Linked DNA regions of Mus musculus: region 1 is linked to region 2. The links are chromatin contacts, called in public HiChIP or PLAC-seq maps. All regions are on one chromosome and are shown on one strand. Each heading gives the region's core, a stretch centred on a gene start, on an enhancer-like site or on the middle of the called end of the contact. The rest is flanking DNA. Distances are from core to core; before and after follow the strand shown. Region 1 overlaps Hunk (hormonally upregulated Neu-associated kinase). Region 2 overlaps Gm36063 (a long non-coding RNA gene).

What was found. HiChIP or PLAC-seq counts read pairs in DNA pulled down with a chosen protein or histone mark.
Region 1: a contact with region 2 is called in an H3K27ac HiChIP or PLAC-seq map of embryonic stem cells, with 4 times the contacts expected there. The contact joins two enhancer-like sites. A contact is called at or near these places in 6 of 115 datasets of contacts at active chromatin or transcription factors (astrocytes, embryonic basal ganglia, embryonic stem cells and 1 more) and 1 of 9 other capture datasets (adipose tissue).

Annotation. Positions count from the first base shown.
Region 1 is chr16:90,402,581-90,408,196 of GRCm38.p6, reverse strand. All of the region lies in intron 1 of Hunk (hormonally upregulated Neu-associated kinase), which reads right to left. Among named protein-coding and RNA genes, the nearest start is that of Hunk, 19 kb to the right of the region's middle. Within about 2 kb of position 2,381, at least 33 of the 459 cell types and tissues checked have an H3K27ac peak or open chromatin away from gene starts, as enhancers often do. A contact at or near this core is called in embryonic stem cells, where this site is marked.
Region 2 is chr16:90,620,377-90,626,039 of GRCm38.p6, reverse strand. All of the region lies in intron 1 of Gm36063 (a long non-coding RNA gene), which reads left to right. Among named protein-coding and RNA genes, the nearest start is that of Gm36063, 4.4 kb to the left of the region's middle. Within about 2 kb of position 1,854, at least 71 of the 459 cell types and tissues checked have an H3K27ac peak or open chromatin away from gene starts, as enhancers often do. A contact at or near this core is called in embryonic stem cells, where this site is marked.

The DNA.
Region 1 (5,616 bases), core at 1,132-3,631, 220 kb after region 2:
GCAAAGCCTTGCTGAGTGACTGGGCTTGCTCCTGGGCACAGGGAGGCACCAGGGAGACGCGGCCCACGCAGCTGCGTGTGATAAATCAGAAGTTGCATTCGCAACACCAAAATGTTCCTCTGTCACAAAGAGATGGATGAGCCTCTCAGGTTACACACCAAAGGAACCCAAAACCACCAAATTCCTTTCCCAGAAAGAAAGAAAGAAAAAAAAATCCCAGTTCAGAGGCTCTGCCTTTCCATTCTCTCCCCTTGCATGTCACCGTCACAGCCCTGATTAAACTGTCACCATGTTCATTCATCCATGGACGGAACCATGCGGAGTGAGGGGGGCTGAGCAGCACTTTGAGATTTTTCTTCATCAAATACACAGACTGAGGTCTCTCACACCTTGTTTGAATTGTGTCTGGAACTCCTGCCACACTACAAGTCTGAGCCCTGAGTCCCTCCAGTATCCTGGTGAGTGAAGACTCAAGAGAGAAGGCAGCAGGTCAGAAGGCCCACGGCGGTTTCTTTTAGACTCTGTTTGTTCCAGAAGATGGGGTATGTCCGGTCTGTTGGACAGTGAGCAACACACACTGAACATGGTTCCCTTCCAGAGTCTCCCCCCTCCTTCGCTGCCTATTCTAGAGGAAGCCACAAAATAGGCTTTGCCAAAGCAGAGAGAGGCCAGGACTGACACTGGCCGGTTTTTACTTACAGTTTGATAAAGCTGTGTTCCTAACACAGCTGAGCTGTCTCTAATTTGTAAAAAGCCCACACAGGTGGTTAGCACAAACTCTACATGTAGAAAGTACCTATAGATGTTTGAGTTGGAAGGAGGGGGGAGGAAAAGAAAGAAGGAAGGAAGGGAGAGAAGGAGGGAGAGAGAGAGGGAAGGATGGAGGAAGGGAGAGGGGGAAGGAGGGAGGGAGGGAAGGAGGGAGGGAGGGAGGGAGAGAGGGAGGGAGGGAGGGAGGGAGGGAGGGAGGGAGGGAGGACAATGGCCCAGCAGAGAAGAGCACTGGCTGCTCTTATACAGGAAGGACCTGAGTTCGGTTCTTAGCACCCATACTAGAAAGCTCACACCCACTTGTAATGTCAGCCCCAGGGGATACGATGCTGCTTTCTGGCATCTGCAGACACAGGCATTCACATACACACATCCACAGAGAGACACACATGCATGCTCACAACTACAAAAGCAGAAAGGAGTTCACCACCATAGCTGTGTGTCTTGTTTTCGTCCAATTACAATTGGGACAGTTCCCCAGTGTTGACCACTCTGACACTTCAGTCTCTCTGCCAAATGGTTTTTCACTTAAAAAATAAATAAAATAAAATTATTTAACCATACTTAATTTTATACATAGCCATACATTCTATGTATTAAGTAATACTATAGCAAACTGATTTGATGTCATTTTAAACAGAACAAAAAGGGGAAAGAGTTCAGGCTACCTTATCGTAAATGACTTTTTGGTAGAGAAATATTAAAACAGCAGACTTCATCAGAAGGGTGCCTTTTCCAGGGGTGCAGACAGAGCGTCATGGTGCAGGGACGAGGGAACCAGTTCTTTTCTTTTTCCCACTTCTTTCTTCCCGTCCCTTCCCCTAGGCCTTGGATAACCTTCCTTTTTACAACAAAGAAGTCTTAGACATGTTCTCTTTCAAATTTGACATTTAATACTTCAAACTCCAAAATTAGCTTTAATTCAAGACGTGTTCGTGTCCCACAGGCAACAGGAAACAATATCCCGTCTCCATCCTGGGACAACTGGCGGCCACATGCAGCCAGAGAGGTACAAGAGCAAAATGGCCTTGTGGGAGGGGAGGATGAGGGCATTGTGGGATTGGAAACAGAACTCCAGGAAACTCCAGTACAAGATCCCATTCTCCTATCCAGGACCCTGCTGTCAGCGGAGGTCTCAAGAGCTCCAGGGGCTTCTAAGCAGGGGTCAGCTAAAGGCAGCACACACTGGAAATGTCCAGCTGCCTGTTGAGGAAAGTGGGAGCCATCAAATCAAAATCACATCCGACGACGCAGCCCCAACCCTAAAACTCTGGTCACTGGGGCAGAAGTCTCTATAAATTTCATTCTTAATTACTTGTTGGAAAGAAGTCTCTACCGTTAAAAGGGCCATAAAGGTGACTAAGAGGTGAGGCCAGGAAGGTTCAGTGATCATCCCTGGTGTGGTGTCATGAATCCTAGAAAGGTAAGGGACACCACCTACCCACACACACACAACACACCAGATGCCTAAAAAGAGCAGAAAGTAAGAACCAGGGGACAGAGAAGCCCCTTCCCCAGGCAGAGAATGGAGGCTGCCAAGAGGCTCATGGCACAGGCAGATACGAGGGGTGTGGAAGCTGAGGAATGCAGACATGTGTGTCCCTGCACGTCCAGAGGCATTCCTGCCCTGGGGGGGGGGGGGGGTAACTGCTGCAGAGGTGTCCCATGATCCTCTTCACCCCCTCGCCTCTATCCTCAGAGGTCAACTCCGTCGTCCAGATAAACCTAGTGGGCGGTCTCTGTCTTGCTAGCTCAAGGAATCTGACCTCTAAATACCTTTAAGTTTAAGAACAGGTCTGAGGATCTAAATGAAAAGCATAAATAACTGCCATGTGTTCTCCAACACAATGATGAATATGCTTTAAGCTAATTAAGTGCTCCCAAAAGCAATATGCTCACTCACACAATCACACTCACTCACTCACACACACACACACACACACACACTCATACACACACATTCTCTCGCTCTCTCTCACACACACACACAACACTCACACACACATACAATCTCTCTTTCACACACACACACACTCTAAGCTAAGCAACACACACTCCATTTACATATACATATGTGCATGGTTGTCACTGAATATTCATGAAGTAGATTTGACTGTGCTACAGATGGAGAAACGGAAGTTTAAAAGGGCTTCAATACCTTACCCAAAATCACAGAAGCAGAAAGTTGGGAGGCAGAAGCTGTGAACCCCCAAAGCCTGCAGCCCGCCAATATGCCACAGGTGAGAAAATATAGTCAAAGGTGCCTCCCTACCCCAGCAAAAAGGCTTCTTCAGGAAACAAGAAACTGGCAAGTCACGGACAATGTATAAAGCAAAGCCAACAACTCCTTCTCTCTCTATGTAAGCTTGAAAACAAGGGGGACACTAAAGAAAAGTATCGCCGGGCTGTGGTGGCGCACACCTTTGATCTCAGCACTTGGGAGGCAGAGGCAGGCGGATTTCTGAGTTCGAGGCCAGCCTGGTCTACAAAGTGAGTTTCAGGACAGCCAGGGCTATACAGAGAAACCCTGTCTCGGAAAACAAAAAAGAAAGGAAGGAAGGAAGGAAGGAAGGAAGGAAGGAAGGAAGGAAGGAAGGAAGGAAGGAAGGAAAGAAGGAAAGAAAGAAAGAAAGAAAGAAAGAAAGAAAGAAAGAAAGAAAGAGAGAGAGAGAGAGAGAGAGAGAGAGAGAGAGGAAGGAAGGGAGAGAGAGAGAGAGAGGTATCAACTGGTTGGCTAAAGAAAGCAAAGCAAAACCTCGATGGACCTTTGCCAAAAAGTCATCAATGAATCAGAAAGAAAGCCAAGTGACTAAGTAGAAGATAATAGCTACAACACAATAAAGATAAAGCTAATATCTTTAATATGGAAATAGCCAGTAACTGCCATATGGGAGAAACGTGGTAGAAACCATTAGCAATATACCAAGACACATATTCTAGAAGTCAACTTCATACAATGTTGCCATGAAGCAGAATCCTTCTGAATTGCAATTTGGTAATATATCAAAACCCTTCAAAGTATTGTTCCTAAGAAATGGCTCAGAGAGACAGTCCCAAGGACAGTCACAGCAGTGTTGTTTATACAGGGGAAATCTTGAAGCAATCCCAACTTTTCAATACTACAGTAACTTCAAATATTTAAATGTATCACAAAACATCACACTTTAAAAGAGGACTTAACAGTGTTGCAAAGCACTAAATTTTCAGTAAAATACAGGGTACTTACAAAATAGTATGAATAGTGGATATCAATGTTGAAATCAAAGGGGAAAGGAAGGTCAGCAGTATCCATAACTAATACATGTGTGTACATGTAACTCCATGTAACTGATACAACATGCTTGCACATGTAACTAAAACATGCATGTGCATGTAACTACAAGTAACTAATAATATGTGCATGTGCATGTAACTGCATGTAACTAATAACACATGCATGTGCATGTAACTCCATGTAACTAATAACACATGCATGTGCATGTAACTCCATGTAACTAATAACACATGCATGTGCATGTAACTACATGTAACTAATAATACATGCATGTGCATGTAGGTACATGTTACTAATAATACATGCATGTGCATGTAACTACATGTAACTAATACAGGCATGTACATGTAACTACACATAACTATTATGTGTATGCAGCACACGTGAACTAAATGTTCACACTGATTTTCTCGGGAGTGTATGACTTAAAGCAATTTTTAATTAACTTTGTGTTTATTTCCAATAAGAAAAGGGAGGCGTGTTTAACCAAACAGGAGGAAAACATTAATGTTGTCTGTAACCGTAGGAGAGTGGATCATGAGGTTTGAAACGCACAGCAAGAGAACGAGCTGATGATGGGAAGAACATGCTATGTGGCTATCAAAGAAAACCCGGGCAGCCATTAGCCCAAGACCCACCTGAATGTGCTAAGAACCTCAAAAGGTCTAAAACCCTCCTGTGACTGAAGTTCACAGCAGGAAATGGTTTGTCAAAAATGCTTTCCAGGTATTCCTGTTACAGCATTTAGGTGAGAGGCACTAATCTGTGGTATTGTATGTACTTAGCATGTATGAGCCCAAGGGTATATACTCTCAGTCCCACATACATAGTTGATCATAAGAAAAAGAGAATTAGCATTTGGCAATTTACACACACAAACACACACACATTCTCACACGCCCCCCCCACACACACACATGCACACAGACACATATTTAAATAAATACGTTGTTGAGTGATGACCCCTTTAAAGGCAGGAAGCCACTGCTGTGTGTTTGTTGACTGGATTATTGCGCATGCTCTCTGGTTCTTTGTCTGTTGCTTTAATGACTCTCTCTATATATAATATATATGATCAGAAAGGAGAAAAGAGGAAGAGAAGGGAGGGAAGAGGAGGGAGAAAGAACAAGACAACAACTCATTTCTGAGCGGGGGAAATAAAGTAATGAATTAGGCAGGAGCGCAAGAGCCACAGCACTTCCCCTCCAGAGGGAAATTTGAGTTTTATTACTTCAAATTGGCCTTGAAATTGCAACTACTGCTCACAAATGTTCGTTTTTAATAGAATAAAATGTCATCCTATGGGAACAACACTTCACAAACCTGCAGCCGTGTTTTCAAAACAAGCTCTCTTTATTGGTATTATTAAATGTAAATGTTCGACTGAGAACCGAGTCAGACGAGCTTCTCTAATTAAATTTTAACCTGGAATAAAGAATGCACTTAGAAGTCCCACTTCTGCGTGGGAGTAGGGTGATCCCAGCTGGAGGACAGACTAGATACGTGAGGGCAGTTGGCTTGAGGCGTTGCTTTCACTGACATGGGGCTCTGATCCCCCCACCCCACCCCAT
Region 2 (5,663 bases), core at 605-3,104:
CATACTTGTCTTCTTGAACTTTAGCTAAAGTAAATAATTAAGGGTGTGCTTTCCTGAATAGCTACAGTGCTAGCTGCAGTATTGTTTGCATTGTACTGGGGGTGGGGTGGGGTGGAGGGAAACCCAGGAAGAGTCCAACAGCCAACCATCGAGGAGCAAGTAAATGAAGTGTGTCATTAATAAAAATCAGGATCTGGGCTCTGCTCTGGGACGGGCAATGTCATTTGTTATCGTTTAAATGCCAAAAAAGGCCCCTTCCAAATCAGCGTGGACGTTGTGATCTCACGTTGCATCTACGTGCTGAGCGCGTTCCTTTTCCCTTCGCTGTGACAAAATGCCTGGCAGAAACAGCTTCAACGGGGAGGGTTTATTTTGGCGGGCAGTGTGAGGACTCAGCCCATCACAATGGGAAAGGCATGGGGGCAGGAGCTGGAGGCAGCATCCACAGTGTCACCAGAGGGCCAGATGCTGGCACTCTACTTTGCATTCTCAAGCAGTCCAGGACCCCTGTCGGTGGAGTGATGTCATCTTCATCCAGGGTGGGGTTTTTTGTTTTTCTTCCGGTGAACTGGCTCTGAAAACACCCTCACAGACATCCACAGGTTTGTCTCCATCGAGCTGACAAGACTAGCTGTTACACATGCCAAACCTAACAATGATCCCCGGGGGAAGATTAAGGTGACTTTGATTGCTGCCTTCTTTGCATGTTGCATTGTCTACTACTGCTGTTACTGGTGCTGTTGCAGTTGATAATGATGGCGATTATTATTATTATCACCACCACCACCACCACCACCACCACCACCACCACCACCACCAACAACAACAACAACAACAACACCATAACCACAGCAGCAGCAACAGCAACAGCAGCAGCAGCAACAGCAGCAGCAGCATCAATCATCAAGTACTATGAGCAATTGCTAAGAATCTAATGTTGTGGTATGGGGAGAGTGAGCCTCTGAAAATGAGGCTGGATGACAGTAAACTTAGTCCCTGCCTCTCCCTAGAGAGCGTCCACAGTCATCAAGGTTGACTCTCCAAGCGCATCTCTTCCCAACTGTACTTCCCAAATCCATCGTAGTTGGATGGGCTGCAGTGGGCCTTACCCACGGGCATCATGTGTTTTCATCTGGCAGAGAAGAGATGTTCCTGACTGATGCCTGGTATTTCCCAGGCCTCCTAAAAGAGTGGCAAATTACAGACACTGGGATCCAACCAAAAGTGCATCTCAACTGAACAGTATCCCCCCACCCCCTTTCCACCATTGTGGGGGACCAGGAAGGAGGTCAATATGCTGTATCCCCCATCCTGAGCTCAGAGTAACTGAGTAGAATACTAAGGACCATGTAGATGGAACCCCCAGCTCTTTTATTTTGACGAACTTGTCCATGGTTACGTCACCCTCTTAGCCGAGTGGCCCTGCTGATACTGCAGCTCTGAAGGAAGCTCGCTCCCAGACCTGTGACTGACTGCACTAAAGAGCTTTTGGCCTCACCATGACTTCAGTGTGGTGCGGCTCTCTACACGCAGGCAGAACCCAGAGAAGAATGGCCTGAGTTCTCCAGCAGAGCACACCCATCAGCCCTAATGGGCCCCTTGGGAAGCATAAAGGAGGGAGACGCCAGAAGCATTATTCTAAAGTAAGGGTCAACACACTGCTCCCAAGAGCTACATCTGGCACGCTGCCGGCTTTTGTAAATTAAGTTTTCCTGGAACGCAGCCACACGTGTTCATTTATGTGTCGTCTAAGGCCGGGTTTGTGTTCCAAAGACACAGTTAGGTAGTAACAGTGGAGACTCTGTAGCCTGGGAAGCCAAAAATGTGTTCATTTATCCCTTTCCAGAAAACGAGTCTTGGCTCTTTCACTACAGGGTGCCCATCATCCAGGAAGTCCAGAAGAGGGGCGGAGACTCCCCGATGTCGTCATCCCTGTTACGCATGCTTGCTAGCTGTCCGCTCTCTGCTGCTGAGTTTCCTTTGCCAGACGTTTAAGCTCCAAAGTCCACCTCCCAGCCTTTCCTCCTCTCCGAAACTTCTCTCAGTTGCCTCGAAGACTGTCACAGTCTAAGTCTTATCTTGAAACTTAATTGATTGGCTCAACCCAGGACATTTTTGGGATGGTTTGGATACAGTTCCAGTGTGTTTCCCAAAGGAGGTTGTGTGCCTGTGTGTGGAGGGTTGGGATGGAGTACAGTTTAACTCCTAGTCACATGGAACAGAATCCAGATAGGATAAGAATGATTAGATGCCCGGAGGCCTGCAGGCCAGGAATACAAGCAGAGCCTCATCAGCATCTTGTACCTCACCTGCTGGCGGCTGCTGGCTCTCCTTGGCATTTGTGGCTACTTCCCTCCCATCCCCCCTTTCCTCTTGCTTTGTACTAAATCTCCTTAATTAAATGTCTTAAATGGATACCATGCTGGTGTTTAGGGCTCACCTAGATGCTCTAGAATAACCCCTATCATCTCAGATGCCTTAGTTTAGTAAAGCCTAGTTTTCCAAACATGGTCTGTTTCACGGCTTCTGGGAATTAGGTTATGTGCACATTTCTCTCTCTCTCTCTCTCTCTCTCTCTCTCTCTCTCTCTCTCTCTCTCTCTGTGTGTGTGTGTGTGTGTGTGTGTGTGTGTACTGTGGAACTTACTATGAGAACCCAGTCCTGGACTTGACTAATAGGAGAGGAGGTCTGGTTTGTGTGAGGATTTTTGTAAAGCTGTAGAAAGATTTGGGGGGGGGGGGGTGGTGGAAATGTCCAGGGGGAGGAACATCACTGTCCCCTTGGTATCTAAACCTCCTCTGCCCAGAAACCAAGTCCATTTCCACTGGCACAGGACATGGGCATGGCTACTTTTCTCATCGCTGTGACAAAAAAAACCAACAAAAAGAGTTTAAGGAAGGGGAGGTTTGAGGGCTGAAATCTGTCCTTGCAAGAGGAGGTGCTGGCATGGCAGGAGCCAAAGACAGGTGGTCACAGTGCATTCCACTGTGTTAGACTCAGGTGTTACCTAGGCGACGCCAGTCAACCTGACCATTAGGATTGCCTGACAACAGTCTGTTCCTACAGACTGTCGAAGCTTTTGCCTGAGAGTCGGGGAGAGGAACTGAACAAGGATTCATATTTAATTGCATAATTCAGACCCCGGAGCTGTATCTCCGCCTCATTTTCTCCAATTAAGTATGAAGAGAATGTGAGGGACCACGGCCACCCCCCAAGGGAGCAACTGGAATGTGTTTCTTGTGAACTTCCTGTGTCTCAGGACAAGTGTTGGTTTCAGCATCTTTGTCTTGAAGTAAGGAGGCTTCTTGCAAATGCCATCTTACCTCAAGACTGTAAACACTTCAACTGCCTTTCAAATACAGCCAGAGACCCACCCAGCTCCAACCTCTGGGTCCCATTCTCTGTGACCGTGCCTCTCAGATGGAGTACCCTGTACCAGGGGCTGTCAGCTATTTTAAACGATGCTTAGAAATCAGTTTCTTTGTGGCAAGGACCACAGAAACATCTTTATAAGGCACAGATTTCTCAGCATCCCATTGGCACAAAAACACGGGGGCCCGGCTAGAAAAGAGTGCTGCTGTGTTTTTAGAATCTGGGTTCTTTTATTCTTAGGTAATGGGGCTCATTCAGTTTCTATAAATCCTACTTGCCCTTCTGTGGTCTGATTTCAAAGGAGCGTCCCGTGCCTCCAAGCAGCCTTTCCAAAATGCCAAGGCCTACGGCTGCTCTATTTAGGTGGCAGAACTGATATGAGTTTCTGTTTTGGGCAGAGGGTGAAATAAGGAACTTTCTTTTGAGTGGGCCGTTCTCAGGACGCAGCTTGGCAACATGGCCGACTCCCCGCACATGTGCCCAGCATATGTTGGTCTTTCGTCTAAATACTGAGCATGAATCACTCTGGCTCTGCTCAGTGGGGATTGTCAGAGCGTGCTGTTCCGCCAGCAGGGAAAGCAGCATTTGATTTTCTGGGAGTGAGGTGATGGGCACTTTTTTTTTTTCCTCAGTAAAATATGAACAGTGAACACTGTCAGTCCCCACTGTGAGGACTTAGGGAAAACAGAGCCAAATGACCGTTGGATGACGTCCCCTCAGTGGGGAGCTTCTAGATAGCTTTTCTGCAGGCTGCAGGCTGCAGCATGCAGGCAACCTCTGGAGAGAAGGAGGTCCTGGACAAAGCCCCAACTTGCCAGGAATTCCCGAGGCAACAGGAAAATGCTGAATTGTGAAAAGTCTGGAGTGAGCTGGCCCACATCTCCTGTTTGGCTCTGATGAAGTGAGCCACTCCCAGCTCCCCAGAGGCACAGTCCTCCAGTAAATGGGGTTCTGGTAGTTCACCTGTGACATCTGGTCCCTTACAATCGCCAAGGGCCTGTATCCCTTTGGAGATTACACTTTGAGAGCTTCAAGAATTTTCTAGTGGTTGGAGCAACTCTGGGCAAGGTGGACCAACTTGAACTTACTGCTGGAAGATTTTTCTTTGGGGACCCTCCATGTTTGATATTGGAACCCTTCAGTCCCTTGGGGATATTAGGTTCTTTGAGGTCTCCATGGAAACTCAAAAGGTCAAATATTTCTAACATGCTCTAGTAGCCTGAGCATATTTTTTTGGAAGGTAGAAATCCTGAGCACTGGAGAAGAAAAATCAAAAGTGATCCAGTCTGAAGGGATCTTATGAACAGAAAGCCAGAGGCCTCTGATGGATGTGTGACCCATCCACCCAACCACATGCACACGCTTACGGTTTATCGAGCCCCAAGATCAGATGGCTGACAAGGAAGGTGTGGAGAAGGGGGAGGAGGGAGAAAGGAGAAGGGACAGAGACTGGAAGATGTCCTGGTTTCCAATGACACCTTCCTCTTCTATGTTCAAGTTCTGACAGTGGAAGGGCTTATGGGGCAGTAACTTGGCAACTGAAAGAATGCTGACCCAGTGAGAATGAGAGCGAGAGAAAGAGAGAGAGAAAGAGAGAGAGAGAGAGAGAGAGAGAGAGAGGAGAGGAAAGAGGAGAGAGATCGCACTCGAGAGAGACAGGCAGAGAGAGCGATAGACAGAGAGTGAGAGACAGAAAAGAGAAGAGAGAGGAGCAAGAGAGAGAGCAAGAGTGAGATAGTACTTGAGAGAAACAGAGGAAGAGTCGGAGAGAGAGGCGAGCACAGAGGAGATGCAGAGGGAGGTGCCTCGTCACTCTGTTCCACAGAGGCTTGGGGTGCTGCTCAGGGAGAGATTACCCAGAAGCTCACACTGCTGTCCCAGGGCATCTTGTACTCATGGGAATTTTGTAGCCAGCCGGGACCCGTTCTCTCTGGCGACCCTTCTTGTCCATCCTTATTCCTACTCATCATCACTAGCACCTGGGCTCATGGAAGCATCAACAGAGATGCAGAGCATTTAAAGAGAGGCATGAGCTGAGCCCAGGGTCCCTGTCTTAGGGTTTCCATTGCTGTGAAGAGACACCATGACCAAGGCAACTCTTATAAGGACAACATTTAATTGGGGCTGGCTTATAGGTCAGAGGGAACCTGTCCATTATCATCCTTTATCATCAAAGTGGGAACATGGCAGCATCCAGGCAGGCATGGCGCTGGGGGAGCTGAGAGCTCTACATCTTCATCTGACTGCAGTCAGAAGACTGGTATCCTCAGGCAGCTAGGAGGAAGCGCTCA